Regions from separate parts of the Mus musculus genome. Here region 2 is linked to region 1. Evidence: chromatin contacts called from public promoter capture Hi-C data. All regions are on one chromosome and are shown on one strand. The core of a region is the stretch at or near the end of the contact, and the rest is flanking DNA. Distances in the headings are between cores, read along the strand shown. Region 1 holds the start of Pdpr (pyruvate dehydrogenase phosphatase regulatory subunit). Region 2 holds the start of Zfp1 (zinc finger protein 1).

Evidence for each region. Promoter capture Hi-C pulls out the DNA fragments that hold promoters and counts their contacts.
Region 2: a promoter capture Hi-C map of pre-B cells shows a contact between it and region 1, with 4 times the contacts expected there. The contact joins the promoter of Zfp1 here to the promoter of Pdpr in region 1.

The regions. Positions count from the first base shown.
Region 1 is chr8:111,093,063-111,099,531 of GRCm38.p6, reverse strand. Pdpr (pyruvate dehydrogenase phosphatase regulatory subunit) reads right to left here and starts at 4,787. Exons shown (of 18, transcript NM_198308.1): 1 at 4,706-4,787.
Region 2 is chr8:111,640,289-111,646,788 of GRCm38.p6, reverse strand. It overlaps Zfp1 (zinc finger protein 1), which reads right to left and starts at 3,346. Exons shown (of 4, transcript NM_001037665.2): 1 at 3,177-3,346.

The DNA.
Region 1 (6,469 bases), core at 3,538-6,037:
GGCATGGTGGCGCACGCCTTTAATACTAGCACTTGGGAGGCAGAGGCAGGCGGATTTCTGAGTTCGAGGCCAGCCTGGTCAAAAAAGTGAGTTCCAGGACAACCAGAGCTATACAGAGAAACCCTGTCTCAGAAAAAAAAAAAAAAAAAAAAAAAAAAAAAAAGCAGGATTTTGGCAAAAATCTAACAGGAATACTGTCAAGTCTCAAGAAACTAAAGGCTGACCTACTGGCAGACTACGCCAGCATTAAAGAGATTAAGACACAGGGTGGCAGATATGTGGGAATCAGGGCAATAAAGCTGCCGCCACCTCCACCACCAGCATCTGGACTTAGACTCCCCATTGGTCTATGTCCTCTAAGCCCAAAGACACACACACACACACACTATCAGAGAGGACTCTCAGAACTGCAATCTTTTTTTAAAAAAAGATATATTGCACACATACATATATTCTGTCTGCATGTATATCTGTGTGCCATATGTATGTGTGGTCCCTGAGGAGGTCAGGATAGGGTGTCAGATCCACTAGGACTGGAGTTACAAATGGTTGTGAGCCACCCTATGGGTGCTGAGAATCAAAGCACGGCCCTCTAAGAACAGCTAATACTCTTAACTGGCCATCTCTCTTAGTGCTCAGAACTACAATCTTGGCAGACAGGGTGTAGAGAGAAATCTCATGCAAGTGGAAATCAGTTATTATTTCTGCTTCCTATGAGGTTCTATCTGAAGGGTGTCAGTCTGGTCTAGCAACACACAACTAAGACCCAGCACTTGGGAAGCTAAAGCAGGATTCTGAATTGCAGAACAACCTGGGATCCATATAACCATGTCTCAAAACAATCCAAGACCAAAAACAAAAAACAAAAACAAAGATACAAACTTCTCTACATGAGCAGTTTTCTGAAGTCTCATCTTCATAAAACTTTCTATTGCCCAACCTCACCTTAAATTCTCCACAAGGCCCTCTAGGCTACATTTCTAAGTTAAATACACACCCCTTTACTAACATTCTCTCCACCTGCAATGGAAACACAACTCTCAACTGGAGAATTATCTTACCTGTTCTACTGTCTGGCCATCTTATTCCATTATCAACCATTGCCACTTGGTCATGCTTGTGAAAGACCCTTGGGCTGGATGGTTTTATATCAACTTGACACAAGCCAGAGTCTATGGGAAGGGGGAACCTCAACTGAGAAAACGTCCCATCAGATTAACCTGTGAGCAAGTCTATGATGTATTTATTGGGATTCAGATCTGGAACAAACAGCTGAGGGGAATATTTAACCCTCGTAGCATCCCTCAGTCCCTACCTGGCATAGCCTGTCTTCTATCTTAACTGCCCAACCCAGAGGCTGGGATTCCCCTTCCCCAGAGGCTCTTTCCTATATAAGCCAATCATTCTGGTCTCTTCCCTCTTCTCCCCGCCCCGCTATACATTCTCATATTCATTCTCCCCACCTCCACCCCTCAAACAAGTCAGGCTTAACTCTCTCTTCTATGCCCTGGACCTGTGGGCACTGTCTCTCTAGCTGGCAAAGTTCCTGCCACTTGTCTACTGAGCAAAGCTACCTCCTCAGAACACGGCCTATTCTATACCAATCTGACAGTGTAGCCTTTGAGTAAAGGAGTCTTCTGTTTTCTCCCAGGATATTCTACTTCTCCCAGAACTTTTCCTCTTCTCCAATTATCTGTAAGGCATTTGAGTGAAGTAGTAATTCAGCAACCCACTGGGGGAATCCAAGATCTACAAACACAAGATATCAAGTCTCCTTACATCTCATTACCTGTACAACTCTGACCACATTTTGGTGTGCCAGGTTCTATCTGTTAACATCGGTTAGAAATATCTATCTCACATGGTTGTGGAAAGCCTAAATCAAACAATACAATACAAGGGGGGGGGTATGGGGGACCTTTGGGATAGCATTGAAAATGTAAACAAGGAAAATACCTAATAAAAAAAAAGTAAATTAAAAAAACAAAAAAACCAATACAATACAAAAGGGTAACTGATGTCAAAGCCAAGCTCAGAAGCTGGGGGTAGGGTGGGGTGAAGGAGAGAGATGATGGAAGAGTGGAGACAGGGAGAGAGAAAAAGACTATCATTCCCTCATTAATGAGAACTCCTAGGCCAGTAGACAACTGTATCCCAACAGTGAGAAGGTAGAGTTAGAAGAGCAGGAATTCAAGATCATCCTAAACTGTGTAGCAAGTGTAGGCTAATGCCGGGAGCACTCGGGAGGCAGAGGCAGGTGGATTTCTGAGTTAGAGGCCAGCCTGGTCTACAAAGTGAGTTCCAGGACAGCCAGGTCTATACCGAGAATCCCTGTCTCAGAAAACAAACAAACAAAAACAAAAAACCCCAAAAAGTTTAGGCTAAATGAGACCCTATCTCAATAAACATACATAGGGCTGAGGAAGGTGGCTCAGTGGTTAAAGCAGCAGCTGTGCAAGGATGAGGTCCTGAATTTGGGTCTCTGTTAGTGGTTACAGTGTGCAAGATACTTCCTAAGTATCAACTAATCTAAGCACAACCCTATAGGGTGGACATAATTTCTGTTCTGTACTTTAGGAAACTTATGTATAAAGTATATTATGTAAAATTATTATTCTATAATCAAAGACAAAACTGCAAATCTAGCATCAGAGCCACTTATCATAATACTACTACTGCTTTCTTTTTTCCCTTTCTCTCTTTCTTCCTTTCTTTCTAGACAGGGTGTCACTTTGTAGCAAATGGCCTAGAACTTGCTATGTAGACCAAGGTTGCTTAGACTTCATAGAAATCCACCTGTCTCTGCCTCCCCCAGTGCTGGGATTAAAAGCATGGGCTTCAAAGAAATCCAGGTAAGCAAAGGCCAAACAGCTGTAAAGCAGTACCAGAAGCTCTTTCCCTACCTAGAAAAGAGAATAGCAACAGGAAAGAAACATAACAGAGAATTCCTCCCTGAGAAACCCTACCATGCCCAGTCCTTTGTCACTGTTTGCTCAATAAACTTATGATCTCTCGGCAAGACAGGAAGAAAAGGACAAACAGGAGATTCAGGAAAGAACAAAGCACGTTTAATGCCCAGTCTGATAAGGCCAAGAAAAGAATGTTGACTCTGTGATCATCATGACCTTCAAGAGTGAAGAGATGAGGGCAGAAAAGACTGAAGTATACCAGGAAGGGAGGGCTAGAGAGATGTCTCAGTGGTTAAGAACGTTACTGTTCTTGCACAGGGCCTGGGTTTGATTCCCAACTCCCACAAGGAGGTAACAATCTTTAACTTCAGTTCCAGTGAATCCAATGCCTTGACTTTTGTGGACATCAAGCGTGGACATGGTGCACAAACGTACACATAGGCAAAACACTCATAAAATAAAATGTGATGAAGGGGTCTGGCAGTAAAAGCAAGCAAGTTTCACAGGAAAAGGAGGTAGAGCCAGGAAAACAGACACTGAAGACTGCAAACTCATTCAAAGGAAAGGTCAGGAAGTTTTGCATTTTCTTGAAATTCGTGAAAATTAACGGTATCTCTACTAGTAAGAGTAACTTCTAAACAGCCTTAAGACCCAGACTGATTGTGCTCGGATCCTACACCAACAAGCTCAATCCTGGAGCAGTGCTCACACCTGAAATTCCCACCACACTGGATACTGAAACAGGAGAAATGCCCAGGTTCCAGGTGAGCTGGGGCCACAGAGCAAGACTCTGTCTTTAAAAGGCAGTCACAGGGACAGTTCTAACAACTCCTGAATGCTTCCTCTGGTAACAGCATGAGCCACAGGTCACAAAGAATGAAGGCTGAATGTACATTGACGCATCTCCCACACATAACTCGGAGGAATCACCAGGGCAAGTTTACAAGCAACAGAATGACCCTCTGAACAGTTTGATCATGCAAGTTCAGGATGCTGTAATTTTCAACAAATGCACCGTTGGCTGAGAGAATTTAAGAAAAATTATACACGTCCCTGACGCCAAAAAGAGGACCCTTGGGCCGGACGTGGTGGCGCACGCCTTTAATCCCAGCACTTGGGAGGCAGAGGCAGGTGGATTTCTGAGTTCGAGGCCAGCTTGGTCTACACAGTGAGTTCCAGGACAGCCAGGGCTATACAGAGAAACCCTGTCTCGAAAAACCAAAAAAAAAAAAAAAAAAAAAAAAAAGAGGATCCTTAAAGGACGTCTTTATAACTAGACCCTCTACCACATCATCATCCCTACAAATCAAGATTGCATAAATGTTCGAAGTAGGCTTGGAGACCGTGGACTCGCACCTCGGGATCACACACAACTGTCACCCCAAGTCACCCACTGGAAACCCCACGGCCCTGACTAGGTCTCTGACAGGAGTCGGTGAAGCACAGCCGAGCCGCACATTACAAGGTGGGAAACCATTCCACCTGCAGAGACGCGGGGCCACCTCTGGCCGTGACAGCAGTGCGCGCGCGCCCGCCCGAGCCGCAGCCCGCCCCGAGGCCCGGTCCGCCGCCCTGGGAGAGCCGGCGCGCAGTCCCGGGACGGCGGGCGCGGCTCCCCGAGGCCCGCGCAGCTCCACTGGCTCAATCCCGGCGCCCGACCGGTGGCACCGCCTCAGAGACCCGGAGGGACGGCCGGGAGCCGGAGCCCAAAGCTCGGACGCCAGGGGCGTGCGGGGCGCAAGAGTTCGCGGGACCAGAAGGCCGCCCGGACCCGCGGGTCCTAGCCGGCTTCCTACCTCACGGGCCCGCGACTCGCGGGCAGCGCGCTCAGCAACGCCCGGCGGAAGTGAAGGGCAGCCCAGCCGCTGAAGAGGGTCTGCGCCGGCCGGAAAGGGGGCCAGGGCATGGGGACGGGGCGGGACGCGGAGCGCAGAGTTCCGGGACCGCGGGGGGCCTGCGACCTTCCGCGCTTTACGGCCCGCGGCAAGGGTAAGGCGGGCGCGCGCGCCGACGCGCCGTGACGTCACCGCGGCGGACCGGCCCGCACGTGCGCTTGTTTGGGTCTCGCCAGGCCCCGCCCCTCCCGCGCCACCTCCGCCTCCGCCTCCGCCTCCGCCTGGTTGACGACGAGTGTGCGGGGACCTGCCAACGTCCTCCGTCCCCGCTCCGGGTCTCCCGCCGGCCTCGGTGTGTGGGCAGTTCGGGTGATCGTCTGCCGCCAGGCCTGAGCTCCGATCCTGCGCGAGGGGTCCGCAGCCCAGAACCACATCTCTCTGCCCGTGGTCACCGTTGTCCGTCCCTGCACGTCGCTTAAGGCCTTTCAGTGCTTGGCTTGGGCAGAAGTTGTACTGTGGGCCTGGCCGCACCTTGGAGGCCGAATCAGCTGACCTTATTTCCCATCTTACTCCTTGCGGCTGCCCAGAGGGAAAGCATTGTTCACTGGAGCCTCAGAAACATCTTCTGCCTTCCATCCCCCCACCCCCGCCCCCAACTCTCAGCCACATCCCCTAGTTTCTTTCACAGCACTCGTTACTAGATTAAATATATGTGTCTCTACACTGGTGTAGACGTGGCCCTCAGATATCTTGAGGACCTAACCTTACTCAGGTGCAGCTTCTCAACACCTTCACCCCGCGCCTGGCGCACACCATCCAATCATCCTTCGCACAAGCAGCAAGCGAAATGGTGTGCTTTAGTTTAGCCTATCTTGTCTTATGAGCTAGTCTTGAACATTATTGCTAGGCTGTGTACCTTGGTGCTGTCTTGAGCGCTCTGACTAGGAACAAGAAGGCTTCAAGAATCTCCTTTTCATGATGTCATTCATTCCCCAGCTTGCTTAGTTTATACCCAACTCACTAGCCATGAATTTCTCCAAGACTGCCCAGATGAGAACTGACAGTAAGACTCAACTCTACCCGGTTCCTTTTTTTTTTTTTTTTTTTTAGTTTATTTGTTTTATTTAAGTTTATTTGTAGCTGGGCAGTGGTGGCACACGCCATTAAACCCAGCACTTGAAAGGCAAAGGAAGATGGATTTCTGAGTTCGAGGCCAGCCTATTCTACAGAGTGAGTTCCAGGACAGCCAGGGCCACACAGAGAAACCCTGTCTCAAAAAAACAAAACAAAAACAACCAAAAAAAAGTCTATTTGTTTTATTTATTTATTTATTTATTTATGTGTATGTTTTTATAGGCAAAGTCTCAGTCTAGGCTGGATTCAAATAGGTACAGAGGATGACTTAGCTCCTGGTCCTCCTGCCTCCACCTCCCAAGTGGCTTGCTTCACCACACATTCAGTTGCCCTTGTTCTCCTGAAACATTAAGCTCAAGACATTTGGAAGCCCCTAGTAGATGAATCCTTTCACATTTTTGGTTAAGTTTTTAATGATACCTATCCCCAAAAAATGAAAATGAAAAGACACTGACCAATCAAAAATATTTGGGGATAGGTTTTTTTAATTTGTCAGGGAACCAAAGGTTTTTGGGTTTGTTTTTTGTTGTTTGTTTGTTGTTTTTCCTGAGCCATCTGCCTACTTACAATTTCCAGACATACAAACTTTGT
Region 2 (6,500 bases), core at 2,097-4,596, 550 kb before region 1:
TTTTTTTTTTTTTTTTTTTTTTTTGGTTTTTCGAGATAGGGTTTCTCTGTGTAGCCCTGGCTGTCCTGGAATTCACTCTGTAGACCAGGCTGGCCTCGAACTCAGAAATCTGCCTGCCTCTGCCTCCCGAGTGCTGGGATTAAAGGCGGGTGCCTCCATGCCGGGCACATAACGGAATTCTTAATTCTTCATGTGCATGTGGAGGTCATGGAACTTTCAGGAGTAGGTCCTCCAGTTCTCTCCTCCTACTGTACGGATGGGTTCCAGGGCTCAAACTCAGAGTTTTTGTATTGGCTGGAAGAGTCCTTACCCACTGAGCCTTCTCACTAACTCCACAATGGATTTTTTTTCAGCTATAAAGAAGAATGAAGTAGGCCAGACAGCGGTGGCGCACTCCTTTAATCCCAGCACTTGGGAGGCAGAGGCAGGCGGATTTCTGAGTTCCAGGCCAGCCTAGTCTACAAAGTGAGTTCCAGGACAACCAGGAGTACACAGAGAAACCCCGTCTCAAAAAAACCAAAAAGAAAAAGAAAAAGAAAAAGAAGTTATGTCATTTGCAGGAAAAGGGATGCAACTGGTTATCGTCAATTAAACAAATTACTCTAAAAAAACCAAAAACATGCTTTCTGATTTGTGGTTCCTAGATTTATAGATGCCTAAAATCATGTATAGAAATGAAACTAGGAAGACAAAGGGACTAGCAGGGGCTAGCAGGGGCTAGCAGGGGAGGATTAGGCAGAGGCGACGGTATAATATGTATTACTGAGTCTGGCAGGGCTGCGTAAGGGGCGGCGTGACAGAGTTCCTGCCCAGGAGCATTACCTGGTTGTGGATACCATGTGCTGATGGTTGCGGTTGCCCTGAAGCTGATCTGCTGTCTTTATTTTACTTTCAATTTCTCTTTCTGGTGAATACGCCTCCCCCATTACTCAGAACTAATCACTTCTTAACAGATGAAACAGAAGCGGTTCACAGGAATGGGGGTGGTCATGGGGCTGCAGGGGACTAGGGACAAACAGGCCTTAAGGCCATGGAAAGATCTAGACAACATAACTACAAAGGCCAGAAAAACCTAGATGGTCCTTACTAAAAAGCACTCATTATGTGACTTATCTTTAAACTTGGAATTGTATGAGGAGATACGTGTACCCTGATCCAATGCCTGCTGCATTAGTTAGCCAGGGTGACCTTGGGGACATCAACGATAGAGAGTTAAAGTGGTCTCAAGAAAAAAAGGCATGGATAGGAAAAGAAGAAGTATTCTGGGGGCTGGAGAGATGGCTCAGTGGTTAAGAGCACTGACTGCTCTTCCGAAGGTCCTGAGTTCAAATCCCAGCAACCACATGGTGGCTCACAACCATCTGTAATGAAATCTGACTCCCTCATTAAGACAGCTACAGTGTACTTTCATATAATAAATAAATAAATCTTTTAAAAAAAAAGGAATCTGTAAAAAAACAAGCAAATGACAGGTGGGCTTATCTTATAGGAGGAAAACGTGTGTATGATGCAGAAACAGATAGTATTAGAAGGAGAGTGTAGTTTAACGGGAAAGTACAGCAGGCTAGTGAACTAACGTTTATGGAGAGATTGTCAATCTTGGACCTGAGGCTATGGAATTGTTAAGATATGGAAACAAAGATTAGAGAATTAAAAGATGATATGCATATAAAAAGTTAGTCCTTCATTCTCCTTGCTACTGGAGGGACTGGAGAGATCAATGCCTAGAGAGAGATCAGACAGAGCCACCTGCTTTACTTGCGAAAATGTTAAAACTTTGTAAAGATTTATTTAATATATGTAAGTACACTGTCACTGTCTTCAGACACACCAGAAGAAGGCATCAGATCCCACTACAGACGGTTGTGAGCCACCATGTGGTTGTTGGGATTTGAACTCAGGACCTTCAGAAGAGCAGTCAGTGCTTTTACCCCACTGAGCCATCTCTCCAGCCCAGTAAGAGATTTTTTTTTTTTTTTTTTTTTTTTTTTTTTTTTTTTTTTTTTTTTTTGGAGACAGTGTTTCTCTGTGTAGCCCTGGCTGTCCTGGAACTCACTTTGTAGAAATCCGCCTGCCTCTGCCTCCCAAGTGCTGGGATTAAAGGCGTGCGCCACCATGCCCGGCAAGAAATCATTTTAACCTCAGTAGTCTGTCACTTTTCTGTTCTTATAGCCACTTTAATGACTGTCTGCTGTGCCAGGAAACCGCAAAAGCTATGCCCAGCTGCCGTGAAGAACAGACTGTGTTCAAACAATAAGAAACCACAAGAACTGTGCCCTGCTGCCCGTGAAGAGAACACTGTGTTTAAGAGATAAGGAAATGTACTTTTGCTTAGCTTTCATTTCAAAGAAACGGGGGTTGGAGGTTCGGGATTACTGGAATTTATGTAACCATGGATTTTTTTTTTTAGAAAATGATTAACAGCGGTAAAAAGATTTAATGAATAAATCTTTAGTAAATAAAAGACTGGGTTCAGTTTCTGACAAGAGAACACATGAACTGACAGCTTGTATCCACTACTGACTCATATATTATTCAGTCAGCACCACTCCCACTCACCCCTTTCTCAGGACCATCCTCACCTCAAGCTGAGGCTGGACCTCGGCAACATACTTATATGAAAACTTTTACCCAAGCTAAACAGAAAAGTCAATATTAGAAAAAAAGAAAAGCCAATGTTAGGAAAAAAAAAAAGAAAAAGAAAAATCTGTTATACTGACGCTCAAACCGGAAGTAACGGGATAGACGTGATAATTCCGTGACAATATAACTGGAAACACCAGACACCAGGAACAAGGAGGTTCCAGGAGCCCGCAAAGCCACCGTGGGGGCGTGGCTAGCACCGTGAGCCCCGCCCCCACACCCTCGTGGAGGGTCAAGCGCGCGCCCGCCCGCCAGGCTTCCAGACTCGCCCCCGCGCGGCCTGAGCCCCGCGACGGCCAGCAGTGGCGCGTCTCCCCCCAAAGGGAGGCTGAGCCCGGGAGCTGCCCGTCCTCCTCCGACCCCACACACGCCGACCGCGAACAGCCCATAGGGACCGACTCTCAGAAGAGCTCGAGGCCCGACCCTACGCCCAGGGGTCGCCGCGGCCCGCAAGGCGTCGAAGTTGAGACTCCCACTCCGGCGCAGACGCGACCTTCCTCCCGGGCCCGCGCATCCCGGCCTTGCAGACATACCTGGAGGGGTCTAGCCTCCACTCGCGGTTCCGGGTCACGAGGCTCGCGGAGAAGGGGGCTCTTGTCACCCACTCGCGACTGCAGGTGGGGGAAGGGCGAGCGCTAGCGCTTTTGCGCAAGCGTGCACCTTGTGGAGCGAGCGGCCGTTCCCAGAGTCCTCGGAGCTGTGACGCTGAGGTGTAGGACTACAATTCCCATAATGCCTCTGAGCCGCGCTGCTAGGAACTCTGGGAAACGTACGCATTATTAGTTGGGTAGGGACCGTTTTTTCCAAGTTAACAGTCTGGTTTGTGTTACGGTCCCTTTCATCTTCCTGTGCTGTTAAAAACCCGGATTTGGAGTAACTGATTAAAACTTTCAACAACAAAATATGTGCGTTAAAGCAAATCTCAACCGCACTGGAAGCACACACCTTTCTGGGTGTGGTAGTGCACGCCTTTAATTCAAGCTAGTGAGAAGTAGAAGCAAGCAGAGATCCCTGGGAGTTGGAAGACTTAGAAAGTCTCAGTCCAGTCAAGGCTACAAAGTGAGATCCCCGTGTTACACCCACCCAGACACACACATTACCACTACCACCATTTTCCTTAACCTCTCGGCTCTACAGTTACTTTTGGAAGCACTGGCACAAATAACCCCATGTTTGTTGGTTTGAGACAGGGTCTTGTCAAGCCTAGGCTGGCTTCAAACTAATGATCTTCCTGTTTCAGCTCCCTGCTTACTGGGTTCTGGAGAGGGGAGGAAGCTAAGTAAACTCACTTCAGATACAAAAGCTTCAAAATGAAAGCTTCATTTTCTGTATGGGGCAGCCAGTTCTGGATCTGAACCTCGTCCCCCAAGGGAGACTGCACTGCAGGATGGGAACACAAAGGGGGGCGGGGAGGGGCTGTTGCAGTGACTAATCATATTTTGACACAAGGAGTTAAGGAAGTTTAACATTGGTGGTTGTGCCTTATCCTGGTTTCAATGTCCTGAGTCAGCTTTTGCAGTCAAGTCCCCTCCTGGACTCTGACCTGGCATTTAGAATGATAAGGGAACTGCACGTAGTCCGTTAAATCACGACAGGAAATAAATACACTTACTATTTGCATGCCTTAGTTAGATAATGGGATAATGGCAAAACCCCCTTTTTATATCCATTACTGGTTAACACACAGACATGAAACACCTGAAGAAGCAGGATAGGAGTTGATTCTGGGATCTGGGAACATGAACTCAGTTTTGGCCCTGCCAGCAAGATGGAACTTGTTTCTGAGATGGTTAGACTCATGAAATGTCTCCTAACAGGCGAACGGTACCATGCTCAGTATGATTTTATTTCTGTTTTGACCGTGATTATGAACACTGCATAGCTGCATGCATATGGTGCACATCCATACATATAATAGTCAAAACACTCATGCACATAAAATCGTAAAAATTTGTTGTTGATGATAATTTTAACTTTGCATAAAATATACACAAAACTATTTCTGAGGCATGGGGGGGTCAGGAAGGAAAGGAACGGGGATAGAATTGATCCCAGTGCTCAGAAGTAGAGCAGCAGGAGTAGGTGAAGGCTGATCTGGGCTATGGGAGACTGCCCCTCACATAGAGGGGGAGTAATCTCTAATCTCTCTAATCTCAGCACTTGGGAGACTGAGGCAGGGTCACTGCTATGAGTGTGATACCAACCTGGGCTGCTACACAGTGAGTTCTAGGCTAGCCTGGGATAGAGAGTTGAAGACCAATCTCAAAACTAGAGCTGGAGCCTGCTGTGGTGTGCTCAATTTTAATCCCAGCACTCAGGAGGCAGACACCATTGAATCTCTGTGAATTTGATGCCGTCTTAGATTGCATAGTGAGTTCCAGTACAGCCAGGGCCATGTAGATTCTTCTTAAAAAAAAAAAAAAAAAAAAAGCACCACCACCAGCAAAAGCAGGGCTGGAAGGTGGTTCAGAGGATGACGGTGCTTGCCAACAAGCCTGACGCCTTGAGTAGCAGCCCTGATCCTCCACATGGTGGAAGAAGAGAACCATTTCCCACAAGTGATCCTCTAACTTCCACATGCACACTGGCACATTTGTGAGTGCACACATGCCATATTGTCATCTGTATTTGTTTTTTTGTTTTTTGTTTTTTTGTTTTTTGTATTTGTAAAACATGGGAAACTATCTAGATCGTTCGATGATTGTGAATCAAACTGTAATTATATACAAACAGAACTGGAAGAGATGCTGAAAAGGATCTGTGCTCAGAGGATGGAGGTGTCTAATTCACCAAGAAATGAAAAAGGCAGGAGTTACATGAGAGTCTCTCAATGTGGCCCTAGTTAGCCTGGGGCTGCAGCTCAATAGAAGAACATTTGCTATCTTGTAAAGACCTTGGGCTTGATTCCCAGCACACACACACCCACATCTACACTAAAATAGAATGTGTCCCTATTTTTGTAAAAAACTATGCATATTTTGAGATGAAACTCAAAGATACAAAAAGAGTTTGTTCTCTCTCTCTCTCTCTCTCTCTTTCTCTCTCTCTCTTTCTCTCCCCTTTATGATAACACCATCAAATGAGCACTCCCTGGGTGAGCTGTTCCTAAAGATTTTGCAAAATTCAAAGGTTTTTTTTTTTAAATCATTTTCTCCCTTAGGAAGAGAGTTTGGAAGACATAGTACATGTTTTGCTGAAATGCATTTTTCCCTCTCTTTTCTTTTTTCTTTTCTTTCTTTGTTTTTGAGATGGTCTTAAATGTTGAAGACACTCCTTGAAGTTGATACCCAGGAGTGGGATACTCAATGTGTAGCTCAGAACAGTCTTGGACTTCTGATTCTCCTGCCTCTGCCTCTTGAATGTTGGGGTTAAAGATATACACCACCAGACCGGCTCTAAGTGGGGCTGGGGATAGACCACAGAGCTTTGAGTGAGCATGCTGCTGACTGAAGGACATCCACTGCCTGAAATACGACTTAATTTCATTTACTTCCCACTGTGCACTCAGGACTCAAGTGTTAGCCACCTCCACTGGATACTAGCAGTTGTGTGGTACCCTCAGCATGCTGCCATATGTCTCTTAACTCCAAACACGCACTCCCCTGCTACTTTGTATTGTGCTTGGATGTACGTTTTGGCAGGGGCAGCGCGTGTGCAGATATTTTCATCGTTAAAAACAGAGACAGTTGAGAGTGGAGCAAAAGCCCCAAGGCGTCAAACAATACTGTGAGTTGCTCATGGATTAGTGACAGAAATGTAATTTCTACGTACTCCCTCAATCACATCTCTAAACACTACCACAGCCCCAGGTGTGGTGGCACACACCTTTGACCCCAGTACTCTGAGAGTTCCAAGCC